Linked DNA regions of Capsicum annuum: region 2 is linked to region 1. The links are chromatin contacts, called in public Hi-C maps. All regions are on one chromosome and are shown on one strand. Each heading gives the region's core, a stretch centred on a gene start, on an enhancer-like site or on the middle of the called end of the contact. The rest is flanking DNA. Distances are from core to core; before and after follow the strand shown. Region 1 holds the start of LOC107879800. Region 2 holds the start of LOC107839529 (sugar transporter ERD6-like 5).

Evidence for each region. A called contact is a pair of places that touch in the nucleus more often than the background predicts.
Region 2: a contact with region 1 is called in a Hi-C map of leaf, with 2.6 times the contacts expected there. The contact joins the promoter of LOC107839529 here to the enhancer-like site in region 1. A contact is called at or near these places in 2 of 5 Hi-C or Micro-C datasets (leaf and placenta).

What each region holds. Positions count from the first base shown.
Region 1 is chr8:152,008,502-152,015,995 of UCD10Xv1.1, forward strand. LOC107879800 reads right to left here and starts at 1,039. Exons shown (of 1, transcript XM_016726744.2): 1 at 1-1,039. The coding sequence starts at 650. Within about 2 kb of position 4,765, at least 4 of the 5 cell types and tissues checked have an H3K27ac peak or open chromatin away from gene starts, as enhancers often do. A contact at or near this core is called in leaf, where this site is marked.
Region 2 is chr8:152,048,437-152,055,404 of UCD10Xv1.1, forward strand. LOC107839529 (sugar transporter ERD6-like 5) reads right to left here and starts at 2,394. Exons shown (of 18, transcript XM_047394635.1): 1 at 2,088-2,394; 2 at 1,273-1,335; 3 at 435-524; 4 at 286-345; 5 at 131-196; 6 at 1-50. The coding sequence starts at 2,237.

The DNA of each region.
Region 1 (7,494 bases), core at 3,515-6,014:
GTCAATTCTAACCGTCCATCTTTCCTCACCGCACGCATGAAGAAATTGGGCTTTCCATCTTGGCTCAACGACGATAATGGCGGCGGAAACTCCTTCTTCTCTTTCTTCTCCCCAAAATTACTACTTCTTTGCCAGCACCTTGAATTAGTCCCAGACATATTACTAGTACAATTATTTGATTTCCTAGCAAACAAACCTAGTTCTTCGATATGATCAATTTGATCATCTACTGTCCTCTCATCAGAACTCTCAAAACCAAGACTCTCTGTACATGACATTAGTCCATCAACACTCCCGCCGACTTCATCTAAGAACCCAATTCCGCCGGGATCTTTCTTCGCCACAGCAGCTGGCGGTGTCATGTGGCCGGAGTCGACGTAACTGGTAGGCTTTTGAGTGTCAACTGCAGAGATGTCGCCGCCGATTGATGGGGTTGTGAGAATATTTATACGGGGGGTGGAAAGGTCCATCAGGGTTCCATTGTCTTTGGAATTTGATACACACAAGAAAGGGTGGACTTTTTTATTACAAAAGCTCGTCATCATAATGGTAGTATGTCTTTTGAGCTTAGCTTGCAAGATTGGATATATATAAGGGCTTTGAGATTTTTTTTTTCTTTTAAAAATAATTTTTGTAATGAATCTACTCATCAATAGCCTTAAACTTGTTCCGAGAATTCAGACCCAATTTTTTATTAGACACTTCAATATTAAAGAACATGTACTATTAAACATTTATGTGTGGTACAAAAAGTGTTGTGCACAAAAATCTTCTTCTTTTTCAGTTATATAAATCTCGAAAAAAGTATCATACATAAATCTCGGAATAAATAAGATGGTGTGACGTTTTTCTTATTTATTTCATTTAAAAAAGAAATTCTATCCCTCCCTAACTCAACATCTTTATCCTCATGACCTATACTTTGTGCCTTTCATGTCTAGAGCAGTCAAAGTTATGTTGGGCCGACTAAGTTCAACTCGTCTTTTGGTCGGAGTGAAGAAGTTTTTTTATTCGATTTGAGTAAGCATGCATGTTGATTAAGTGAAGCTTCAATGAACTAGATTGAACAGGTTTATATCTAACAAAATTATTTTTTGTGAGGTTATATTTAAGATATTTGCAAAAACTAATAATGATTTCAGATTAAGGTTATATAATTAAGTTTTTACTTGAAGTTGAATTTAATATGTATTGTATCAAAATTATTGCAATTTATTGATAGGCATAGGAGATTTGAGTAGCGAGTATATGCTAACGCCATATAAATATTATCTTGCAAATATTTATATTAATTTTTTTATTTTTTTTTTTGAAAATTATAAAATACATTTTTTAAGAATAACGGATTGGGCTTGGTCGATGCAGCTTGGTATCCACATAATCATAAATTGGAGGGGCAGTATTTTAAGGTCCTCACACTATAGATAAGAGAAGGATGTCATGTGATGTATTACATATTTTTAGGGCAGGGCAATGGAAATGGCAACGAGACTCACTCGACAACAACTTGTTCAATTTATTAGCCACTATTTTTCTTTAATTTAATGTCTCTACCAATTCTTGGTGTAAAACAACTACTACCTTATATTCAGCATGGAAATTTGCGAGTTTCTTTATAAAATATTATCTAAAAGATGATGACGACCTAATATATACTAAGAATTTTTATAGTAATAATATTATATATAACAAAAATTTATTTCCTCCGTTTCATTTTTAGTTGTCCCTCTTATTAAAAATAATAGCTTTAATTTAGTTGTCCAATTTATGAAGTTAAGAAAAGTTTATCATGTTCTTTCAATATTACCCCATCATTTAGTGACTACATAAAATATACAAATCTGTGTGCTTTCCCCTGCTTTCCTCTGCTTTATATTACTTATGGGTGCCGTATTTATGTTATGTAATCTGCTTCTGTGGTGCACTATGTGTTTGTGTGGTATCTCGTGCCTTGAGTCGGGGGTCTATCGGAAACAGCCTTTCTACCTCATTAGAGGTAGAGGTATGGACTGCGTACATCTTACCCCCCCAGACCCCACTAGGTGGGAATACACTGGGTTTGTTGTTGTTGTTGTTGAAACTGTTTGAATATGCTATATTTTAAATTGAGGGTTCATTAAAAACAATCCCTTTATATTTACGTGGCAAGAGTTAGGTCTGCATAGTCTCTATCCTCTTCAATTCATACTTATAGATTTAGTAAGCGTTTGACCATGAAAATTGAATTTTTTTGAAAATGGAATTGAAATTAGAGTTGGAGTTGTGTTTGGCCATGTCTTTTTGAAAAGAAAAATATAGACTTTTGAAAAAAAAAAATTAAATATAATTTTATATCCCCAATTTTTAAAAAACTATCAAAATCACCCAACTAACTAACTTATCTACTAACATACAACCAAATGTAATTCTTTCAAACTAGTTTAATGCCTTTAAAGCTATAATAGCTTTGAGTTTGAAGCACAATCCGACAAATTATTATACCCTTTGTTGCATCAAAATTCCATTTGGCTGCATGAACCAAACTGTTAATTCAAGTTCTTAAAACGTAACCTTGTTGTTAAAACTAGAAATAGAAAGAAAATCACAGGTTTTCGAAGAATAGAAACGAAATTGTCACTCATTAACAAATTCTCTTGAAACCTCCAAATGTTTCCTGATATAAACAACAGGAACTGTAAAACAAATGAAATCTTGATTCTTTTTCAACCCACGTAGCCACAGCAAAATTGGTGGTTAGCTGAAGTTAAAGAGGATATTTTTGTAAAAAAATTTAAAAAATTGTGGTTATATGTAATAATAACAAAAGTTGAAAATGAAATTGGAGAAAAGTAAAAACAACAAAAACTTAAAGGTCGTTTAGTCATAAAAATTATTCACTTTTTTTCGAAATATTTTTTCACTTAATAAAATTTGTGGTGTTTGGCCATAGAAATTCCAAAAACAATTCCAAATTTGTTTTGTGAAAAGTGAAAACAACTTTTTGTTGTTTTCACTTTTTTTCCAATTTCAATTTTTATTATTTCTACATATAGCCCCAATCTTTTTTAATATTACACAAAGCCTATTTTTTTTAATATAACTCCAATTGTTAACTGCCTATTTTTCTTTGCCCATTACATAATACTTACTCATCAAGAAATATGTACAATGGTTTACTATCTTGCCTATTAACTTCGTACAAATGCTTACTTGTTTGGATCAATTTGAAAATCTTGTCTTGCTGGTATGGTATACAAGATGTACCAAATCTTGTCTTGTTTGGATCAATTTGAAAATTTTGATTTCGTTTTTTTGAATTTCGATTTCAAATTTTAGAAATTCGATTAAACGGTTCGATTTTTTATTTTCCAAAAAAATGGTTAAATCGAAAAATCGAAATCAGTATAAATAATGTTTTTTGGGTTATTTCATTTCATTTCATCCATGGTGAGTTATTTATATTTGGAAATGAAAAATAGGTTTGAAAAAAAATTATATTTTCTAAACAAAATCATCAATTTTAAATGTTCAGTCATGACAAAGAAAAACTTACTACTTTAATCTTAAAAATCGAAATAAAAATTAGAAATAACCGAACCGAATTTATAGAAACTGAATCAAATCAAATTTATTTCGATTTGGTTACGGTTGTCATTTTTGTCAATCCAAAAATTGAAAAACTGAATCGATATTAGACAATCAAGTCGAACAAATCGAATGTCCACCCTAGTTGTATTGTTATTTGGTTAGCTGATGTTACAAAAAGGTTAATACCATAACAAAAATTATTTGAATCTTTCTCATTGTTTAAGAATCACATTTGATTGTATGTTAGTTAGTAGGTAAAGTAGTTATTTGGGCAATTTTAATAGTTTTTAAAAGTTAGGGACATAAAATTACATTTAAAAAATACTTTTCAAAAGTCAAAAAAAAATCTTTCAAAAAATACATGGTCAAACACAACTCCAACTTCAATTCCAACTCCAACTTCAAAAATCTTTAATTTTTATGGCCAAACGCCTACTTATTTTCACTTTTCAAATAACAAGTTGAAAATGTTTTTGGAATTTCCATGGCTAAACAACATAGTTTTTACTAAAGTGAAAAAAAAAATTGAAAAAAAGGGAAAAACTTTTTATGACCAAAATGGTCTCTTATTTTAGTAAACTAATCTTATTAATTATGTTTAAAAAATTTAAATTTATCTACAATTATTTATGTAGTCATTTAATGATAGAAATAAAATTGATAGCCAAAAAAAATTATTAATTTTATAAATCAATCAGATGAATTGAAATAAATATTTTAATAGAAGAGTTAAGTAAAATGAAATAAAAGGAGGCATTGTACACCATATAGTAGTGAATTGTTGTTGTAAAAGTTAAAGGAATGTGGGAACAAAGGAAGTTGTTTAGTTAGCATCATGTCAGAAGTCTTAGCAACCATTACAGTTGTGACTGACGATTGCAAATAATGTCCGTCCATTTGAGATCTGCTTGGACTCTTAAAAATCTCATCCAACTTACATTCTCTTTCTAATTGTTGATGTATGAATTATGATGTTGGGGGAATCTACATGGCTACAAACTACTCCACTGGCGAAGCTCAACTAGTACTCACTAACTAAACTTTCATTTAAATGATATATGATTTATTTTTTTTTGTATAGTAGCAACAGATAAATAGGTGGGAGGCAGAAAATATGGGTGGGGAAAGTATGGTGGAAAGAGGGCCAGGGCAGCAACAACAACAAGGGAAGAAATTGAGGCCAGCTATCTGAACTCTGAAGAGGCCAGGATTCCGTTCATTTGGGTCCCACTATCCATCCTTTCCCAACTTCCACACACCCACACCACATCCAATTAACTCGGGCTCGTTTGATAGCTGATTAGAGAAATTAATTCATAAAACAAAAAAATCACTTATAAATTTTTTCATAACTTAAATATCTATTAATTAAATAGATTTCTAAATTATAAATTATATTGTGCTAAGTTTATATATGAATAATTTATTTTTTAACTAGCTATCAGACATGATATTGCTTGGATAGAATTTAGTACTAGCATAAGATCTTTTAACCAATTACCCCTTATTTTCGTTACATCCTTGCTCACTCCTCTCATCGCCGGCGGACCTATGTATACACTATCGGTGCTTAAGCGTCCATTGCTTTTTAGAGAAACACTATTACTTATGTATAAAATATGGTAATTAATTTAAATATAGTGATTGAGCATCCACTCTATGTAGCAATTTTCATATTAAAAATACTTAAACACTTATGATTTAAAAATTTTGAATCCGCTAACGTCTCTTATTTATTTATATATTTCATATTTTTGACATATCCTAAAGTAACTTGCGTATTTCATCCTTTAAATATTCTTCGATTAAAAATACAAATGATCTTTACACTCAGAGGTGTACCTTCTTCGTATTCCGTACACCCCAGTTTGTGGTGATATTAGTTAACTGGATACAACAGTTTAGAAAGAAGAAAGAATTTTAAAATTTATAATTCAAAATAAATTTTTGATATTTGTATATTTATAAATAATAATTTTATCAAGAGTATGCAAATTAGCCAAGTACCGCACCACCAAAATCTTTATAAAAAACTTCTACATAAACTGAGTATAGACAGAGATTGAGTCAAAAATTTTGCTGAGAGATTCAAAATCTGAAGAAAAATTCATCGAATAAGGTTCAACATCAATAATATATACATAAGAATTATTTTAATTATATATTAATAATATAATTTTTAATCAAAGAAAGTTCAAATAAACCACAATTATTAGACTAGCTTCGTCCCTGACTAAAGGAGAATAAAACACTTCGGATATAATCATATATACTCCCATCCTTACAGTTTACTTGGTTCTTTAGCTTAAAATAATTATTTCAACTTATGAAGTCAAGAGAAATTTATCTTTTTTTTCTATAGCATTCCACTATTAAATTATGCCTAAAGTAATAGTAATAGATAAATTTAAATTGTTAAATTATAATTAATGAAGTTAGTTTAATAAAATAAACTCAATATATATATATATATATATATATATATATATATATTATTTTTTTTATAAAATATAGATGTAACATAAGTTGAGTAAAATAAAATCGAAAGTCTATATTTTATTTCAAGAAGACTGAATTTAAGTATACGGTGCAATTAGTTGATTCAAATTTCAACGTATATGTTGAATAAGGAGTTGACACATTTTGTGTGTGTATTCCTCAATTTAATTCCTGGTAGCCAACCTCCCCTTTCGTCACCCATTGCCGCTAATTATTACTCCAATTATGTACCTTCCACTCCTCCAGAGTTTATCTTGTCCAAGGCTGTCTTTGCTACTACCAACAAATATGTTTTCTAGCCAAAGATATTTTTTTGAAAAATAAGTGATGTTGTTAACTTTTTTTCTTTTTTCTTTTTTTTTTTTTATGCTTGATATGTAGTAAAAAAAAAAAAAAAATTATTCTTAAAATACTTGCATGTAATATAGGCATGAGGTGGGATGAGAAATATGAATCAGGGATATTTCAAATAAGGGGTGACAGGATGTGGTTGTAGAATACAACTTGTGAAACTTGTCTTCTCAATTTTCATTCAGGTTGCTATTTTTATTTTCAACAAATATGTTTTCTTAATAAAAATATTGTTAACTTTTTATTAATCTTATTAGAATTATTTACATTCTCTTTCAATATTTTAATTACTTTATTATCTCTCTCGATTTGTATATATAACAAGACCGACATATACATAGAAACCTTTGTATATGACAAGACTGACATATACATAAAAAGTCTGATTCATATACATAACAAGTATGACAAGGCCGACATATACATAACAAAGCCGATTCATATCCATAATATATAGGGCCGATATATACATAGAAAGCTATGTATATGTATTTTTATTTTTTTAGAGAAAAATAAAATTTTTGTAATATGTTTGGAGAGATGAGATTTTTTGTAATAAGTGAATCTTAAATTGTGGGTTTGTGTAATTTTTAAAAAATTTATTGAATAATAGTTTATCAATAGGAAAAATGACACCGCGTATACTTTTAAGATTGTTTATTACATGTCAGAGATGTACTTTTTAGTTTTTACAAAATTTGGGTTTTAAAATATTATTAGGAAATAACACAAACATACACCTTAACTTATCATATTTACACAAATTCCTGTCCTTAGAAAGTAATTTATAAGAATACCAACTAATTATGCGTCTTTATTGGATGTATTGGAAGCTAATTATGTATCTTTACAATGAAAAAAATATATCTTTGTTGAATGTATTATGTATCTCGACAGACTCAAAATAAAAAATATATATATCGTGAGCTAAGTATGTTTTACAAAGAAAAAATTATATCTTTGTTGGATATATTGAGAGTTAGTTGTGTATCTCTACAAATCTAAAATCGACATGTACACTGATTATATAAAATATTAAAATGATTATAATTGAGCCTCCAAATTATCGAGATTTAT
Region 2 (6,968 bases), core at 1,144-3,643, 38 kb after region 1:
AATGCGCCTCGGAGATTCTTAGGCGTTATTTCTGCAACATATACAGGTACCTATGTGTGGAAAACAAAAGCAAAGTCAATTGTAATGTAAGACATATTAAACCTGTTCAATAAACACTCAATTTATTTACCACGTAAGAGATAATGCCAACTCCATATCCCATTAACAACCTCCCAATGTCAAGCCACAAAGCATTCTGTTGATGATGACAAACAATATAAAAATAAAATAGATATAGAGGAAACAACAGTATCGTAAAGGTGGAATGAAGGTTGAGATGAATACCTTGCCAAAAATAATTGCAAGCCAACCCAAAAGACAAAACAGCTCTGAGAAGCCCATTGCCTGCATGATAGACATAATAATTTGACTGTAAATGGAAAGTTGATGTTTAAACTTAGCGCAGATGTTTAAACAACCAATTGAGAACTTACACCTCTCCGGGCGAAAAGATCCGCTAGTTTCCCACTCATTACAGCACCTATCATCGCTCCGATAGTCCATATTGAACCAAATACAGAGTACTATAATTGTAAAAGATTACATACAGAATCAGAGTAAAAATTTTCAAGTACATTTGGCTATTTACAACTTGCTTTCAGTCAAGAATCACAGGAAATAAAGAATTCGACAAGATCGATCATAATTTCATTTAAGTGTTTGAAAACTCTATAGTTTTCCAGAAATTAAGTGAAGTACAAGTCATGCTACTCAATCATAACACTTCTGCTACACCTAATAACTTAATGCAGTTATCAAGTGCAAAAGGCACATACTCATACGACTAGCTTCAAGGTAAAACTTAGGTTCTCCTATATCCTTTTGTACTTATCTAATCTTAATTCTTGGTTCACTACTTGGTTTTTAAATTTTAAGTGCTTGAATTAGTGAGCAAATATGAAACCACTGCATCCTTAAAAGACTGAAGAGGTAAGTGAAGATTATGAAAAAAGTAGATATATGGCTTACTAGTCTATTAATGCATGATACATTATCTAATAAATAGTGTTAAATTAACATCTTAGTAATCATGGAAATTTTGGGTGAAACTTTGGATGTTATACTATACTTCCTCAACTTCAACTCCATTTCTGTCCATATTCTTTGTTGGTTTAAGTGAAATCATTCACAAGAGATGCTCTTGAATGTTTCTCAAAGGAAAATATTTTCCATGAAAAATGTGTTCTACAAGATTTTCTCGCTTATTTTCTAGTGTTCGGTAAATAAATAAAACACATTGTCTCGAGTTTTATGAATAATGTTACAACTTACCTCTGCCATGGAGAGAAAAAGTTCCTGTATTATTCCATTTTGGGCGGGTGAAGAAAATCCCACCTTCATATGAACAAACAACAGTCTTCATTAAGCAGATCAATTTTACCAGAATTAAAAATAACGAACCAGGTAACTTCTTCACATTAGAAACTTCATAGGCATGGTGTAATAGTCAAAACTTCAGGGGCAAATAATTGTACCATGAGAAACTTTAAGGGCATAAAAACATAAAAGCATCTTAGGATGCCACGAGACAAAACAAAAAGTACAACCAATTTATAAGCTGTTCATCATCATCCTGTTGTAGATCTATTGGAGTGTGGACCATTCCAAAATACTCTTACAAATTTACATTTCACATAAGCCAAAAAGCAAAGGCAAAATAGGGTACTAAATTTACACTGAAGTGAGTTACTTTTGTTCCATTTATAAGGCTTTTCTTTTTTGTCTTTGTTGAAATGCTTTGATAGCCATATAAATACCATCATACTATTAAGCTCACAAATTTTATGATCCCATTTACATATGATTTGAAATTGAAGTTTTGTTTGGACGTATAATTTGAATTTCTTAAATGATAGTTGAAGTTGATTTCATCTAGTAGATGAACCACAAGTTATGAAAACTATCAATTTTTTTTTTTTTAACTTTTATACAATCTAACCAAATTAGCAAACGAAATGAGTAACTGAAGGTCAAATAGCCATGGCACTTTCACTAAAACGTCATTACTAAAAGCAAAACCAATAGTAACATTTTATTCCACTTTTCATTTTTACAAAGAACTGAAACTAAGCAAAAAAAACACTTACAGCAGAACCAAAAACAAAGGAGCCGGAGACAGCAACCAAGGTGCTGAATACGACGGCGGCTGTTGCCGGCGCCGGCGCCGGAGTATCTCCACCAGTAGGAAGCAAAGGATCAGTGGTTGTAAATCCATCTTCTATTCTTTCCCTCTCCATTTAACTAACCTTACAGTCACTAACTTTAATTTCTCAAAAATATTATTTTTTGATTTTATGATGTTGTAATTGATAAGTCGAATCAATATATACAAGTGCTGCACTCATGTTCATCTTGACACAGAGGATAATAATTAAAAAGGAAAAAACATTATGTTTGAGTCCGTTTTTAAGACATATCAACGTCATTTATTGTCCAAATTTGCATAGTCAGCAATAGGCTGCTCTCATCAACTCGGTAAGTACTAGACTATGCTAATTAATTCAATTAATAAGCATTAAATCTAAAATCTTAAAATTCGTGTTTACTTCCAACAAATCAAGAGTACCTTATTAACTATACACATAATTGCACCTCTTTAAAGTTATACTTATATCTGTTACTTGAAACCATCCATCTTCAGATTTACTTACATTTTTTCCATTCGTTTCTATTTTATCAATTACACTTTTCTGCTTTATATATTGAGTCTTTCAACCCAAACGGATAACCAACTTCTTGGTTAATGCTTCTAAGAAAAGATGGTAATCATGTGCAAATCACTTTTTTTTTCCTTTCGAGGTCACTATTTTCTCTCTTTTAATTTCAATGTGTGTATTTTTTATAAACATACATGCTCCACAGTCAAAAAGTGTTACTTTTTAGGAGTATAAGATATTCTTATTCACGCAACTAACATTTTTTCGATGTGAATATTTTTTGCAGATTAGGATATTTAATTTATATATTAGTTTATCATGTTTTTTCGCAGGTTCTTCATCCATGTTTTTTTTATACATGTAAGCTTCAATTAGTATAACATTTCTGCATTTTATTTGATGAGCACCGTTATGGATTATGAGATTTTTCTTTTATATACTAACAGTAAAATACAAGCGTTTCTCTTTTTCTTTGATGTAGTGCCTTTTGAAAATTCAATATTTTTTTTTCTAGTCTTTTTAGTATATTTTTGTGTTGTATCTTGCTAGACTGAAGTATAGATATAGATTTGGTGTCATTAAAATATTTGATTAGACATAATTTACTTCATACCAATTACATTGGTGAAAGTTCTTCCTCTTTTTTTTTTTTTCATTTTTCAAAGAGCATTATTTTATTTTAATAATTTTCTACATGTGTCAAAATAGATGATTTTATAAGATGAATGATGAAAATATTGAAGTATATAGAAATAAATAATTTCAAGATGGGGGTCGATGAACATATAAAGAAGAGTTGTGTTTTGAATTTTTTGGACTACTAATATGAACAGGAACGAGAAAATAAAGTAGAAAAAGGAAATGGATGAAGTAGCAAAACAAAAAGAAGTAGCAACAGCAGAGAGAGGGAGTAAAAGGAAACAAGATAATCGGAGATTGGAGAGAAAATATTGACTTCACTAAAATTGAAAATTCTTTAATTAGAGGATTAACGATTGAGAAGGAGATTTAAAGAACGTGAATAGAAAAAATAATGATGTGCCAAAAAATAATTTGAAGAATAAAATTAAAACTCAAATATACATTTATTTTTTATTGCTACTTTTCTATTTTATTTTATTAGAAGAAAATAAGAGAAAATTTTCTTTTAGATTTACTATCTAATCATATAAAATAAAATAAAATACACGTGTGTTTATTTTTCAATGTTTTGTGATTTCACCCATATTGAGAATACATTTTTATATAAACGCGTATGAAAAGATTTGGTATCTCTTTTCTCTCAATTATATTGATAATAATAAATTTATAATCAATGCATATTTTTTTACCGCGCGAAGCGCGGACACATTCTCTAGTTTATTATATATTTTACAACCAATCAAATACATACAAGATAACAAGACAAGACAAAGGTATAATAAATATTTTAGAGGGCACCCTTGTGGTGTGGCTCACTGATTGGGGGTTGAAAACCCACCACAACTACTTGGGATCGATTCCCAGGTAGGGCCTTTGAGTCGAGCTTGTCGCATCGAGCTTGCCTAGTGCGGTTAAAATCGATTCCCAGGTAGGGTCTTTGAGTCGAGCCTATCGCACCGAACTTGTCTAGTGCGGTTAAAAACCCCTGATGTTACTTGCAGGTTGTGCACAAGGGGGTTTACCCAGTGCGCACATCCGAAGGGTGTAGTGGCTGCGGGTTTTCCTGGACTTTCCAAAATATATATATGTATATATTAAGATTGATTTTATGTATGGTTTTATATATTATCGATTCGATTTATTGATTTTTGGTTTGCCATCACGCTAAATTAATAACTACATCAATAAGATATTTATTATCAATTTTGGACCTTAATGGTTCGATTTATCAATTAAAAACATACTTTTTTATTTTGTTCCACCTTCTCTTCTTATTTTCATATGTTCATATATATAACTATCTTCATCCATAAAAGCCTACACAAAGTACCAATAGAAATAAATTTAAATATATTATTGCTAAAACAAACTTGTTTTCGTTTAGGTTCATGAGTGGCGAACTTGAATACAGTAGCAATCGATAGCGATCTCTCAAAAAGAAAATCAATGTAGGTTTATAGTTTATATTAATGGGTGGAAGCCAATAAGTTTATAATCAAAATGTGAAATCTAGCAGTAGCTAGATGAATTCAAGCAACCATCACTGATGGGAAACTTCCAGAAAGAGGGAAAAATTGAGAAGAAGAAATGTTTTTTTATTATTATTAAGCATTGTTTTCACAGTTACATTGACTCTATATAGAGAGAGGGATTATAACCGACTCAAGCTACACTTGCAACAGTTACAACTAATCTTGCCAGCTCATCAAGCAATACATTCCTTGTGAAGATATTTCAATACTCCCCCTCAAACAGAAATGTGGAAAACATTATGTACACCTAGTCTAGATATCAAGAACTGATGTTGAGCAGCACGCAGGCCTTTAGTGAAAACATCTGCTAACTGACAACTTGTGTTCACAAACTCAGGCCGAATCAGTCCATTTTTAAACTTCTCTCTTATAAAGTGGCAATCTAATTTAATATATTTGGTTCTTTCATAGAAGATGGGGTTGGAAGCTATTTGAATAGTTGACTTGTTATCACAATATAGAGGAACTGGAGTAGTTATATTGATCCCTAAGTCATTAATTAATCCAGTGATCCATACTATTTCAGCAACAGCAACAGCCATGCTCCTATATTCGGTTTCTGCAAAGCTCCTACTGACAGTGTGTTGTTTCTTTGACTTCCAAGAAATCAAACATTCACCCAATTTCATTACATACCCTGTAACAGACCTCCAAGTATTTGGACAAGCAACCCAGTCGGAGTTATAATATACAATTAACTGTGTCTTAGACCCTGCTGGGAAAAAGAGGCCAAGTCCTGGACTTCCTTTCACATATCTCAGAACTCTTAAGGCAGCTTCTTGATGAGGTTGTTTAGGTTTTTGCATGAATTGGCTAAGTACTTGGACAGCAAATCAAAGATCAAGCCTAGTAATGGTAAGATAAATCAGTTTTCCTATATGTTTCTGATAACTTGTAACATCTTTCAATAACTGATCATCAGTGCATCCCATCTGCTTATCACATTCCACTGTAGGTGCAAGTTTAGCACCACTCAATCCCACTTCTGACAAAAGTTTCAGTGAGTATTTTCTCTAATTAAGTATCACCCCCTTAGTTGATCTCATCACTTCTATGCCAAGGAAGTATTACAAGATCTTTGATCTTAAAATTCTTGTGTAGTGTAGACTTAGTGTCAGAGATCAATTGTGCATCATTTTCCGTAATCATCAAGTCATCTACATAAACAAGAATAATGACCTTTGCATCTCCTTTTTTCTTGGTGAACAGGGAGTGATCATGTGCATTTTGAACATAACCGACGCATGTTAATGCTTCAGTTAACTTGATATTCCATTGCATAGAAGCTTGTTTCAGGCCATATAGTGATTTAAGTAGTCTACAAACCTTTATCTCTTTTCCTTGTTGATGAAAACCTTGAGGCATATCCATGTAAACCTCTTTAACTAAATCTCCTTGTAGGAATGCATTACTAACATCCATATGAAATAAGGGTCAATTCTGTAATGCCGCAACACTGATGACAGTTCTCACTGTAACCATTTTTGCCACAGGTGAGAAGGTGTCATGATAGTCAAGCCCCTCCTTTTGGGTATAGACCTTTGCCACCAACCTTGTCTTGTACCTCTCTACATCTCCGTTTGCAGTTTACTTTATTTTATATACCCATTTGAACCCTATAGTTTTTTTTTTCTTGCTGGCAAATCTACTATCTTCCATGTGTGATTGTCCTCTAGTGCTGCAATTTCTTATTGCATAACTTCTATCCAATGTTTATCTTGTAAAGCCTCTTGAAAACTTTATGGTTCCACAGTTGAGAAGAGAGCTGCTAAATATGAGACATATGTAGGAGAAAGAGCTGTATATGATAGATAATTGACAATAGGATAAAGAGGTTGTTTTGTAGACTTTTTGCTCTTGTCAGTTGTAACATAATCTTGCATCCAAAGTGGTGGTTTAAGCACTCTACTAGGTCTTTTGTTGGACTCATCTGTAGATAAGAAAGGTGCAGAAGCTGTATGTTCTTCAATTTGTGTTGTAATCTCAATGTTATCAGGAATATGAGTAGTTGTTGATCCTGCTGGGACAACAACAGAAACATCAGTACCGAAAACATCAGTAGGCAGTGATGTTTCAGTAGTGATCTGAGGATCATTTATGGAGTGATCAATTGTCATTTGCAGAAGTGATCAGGTAC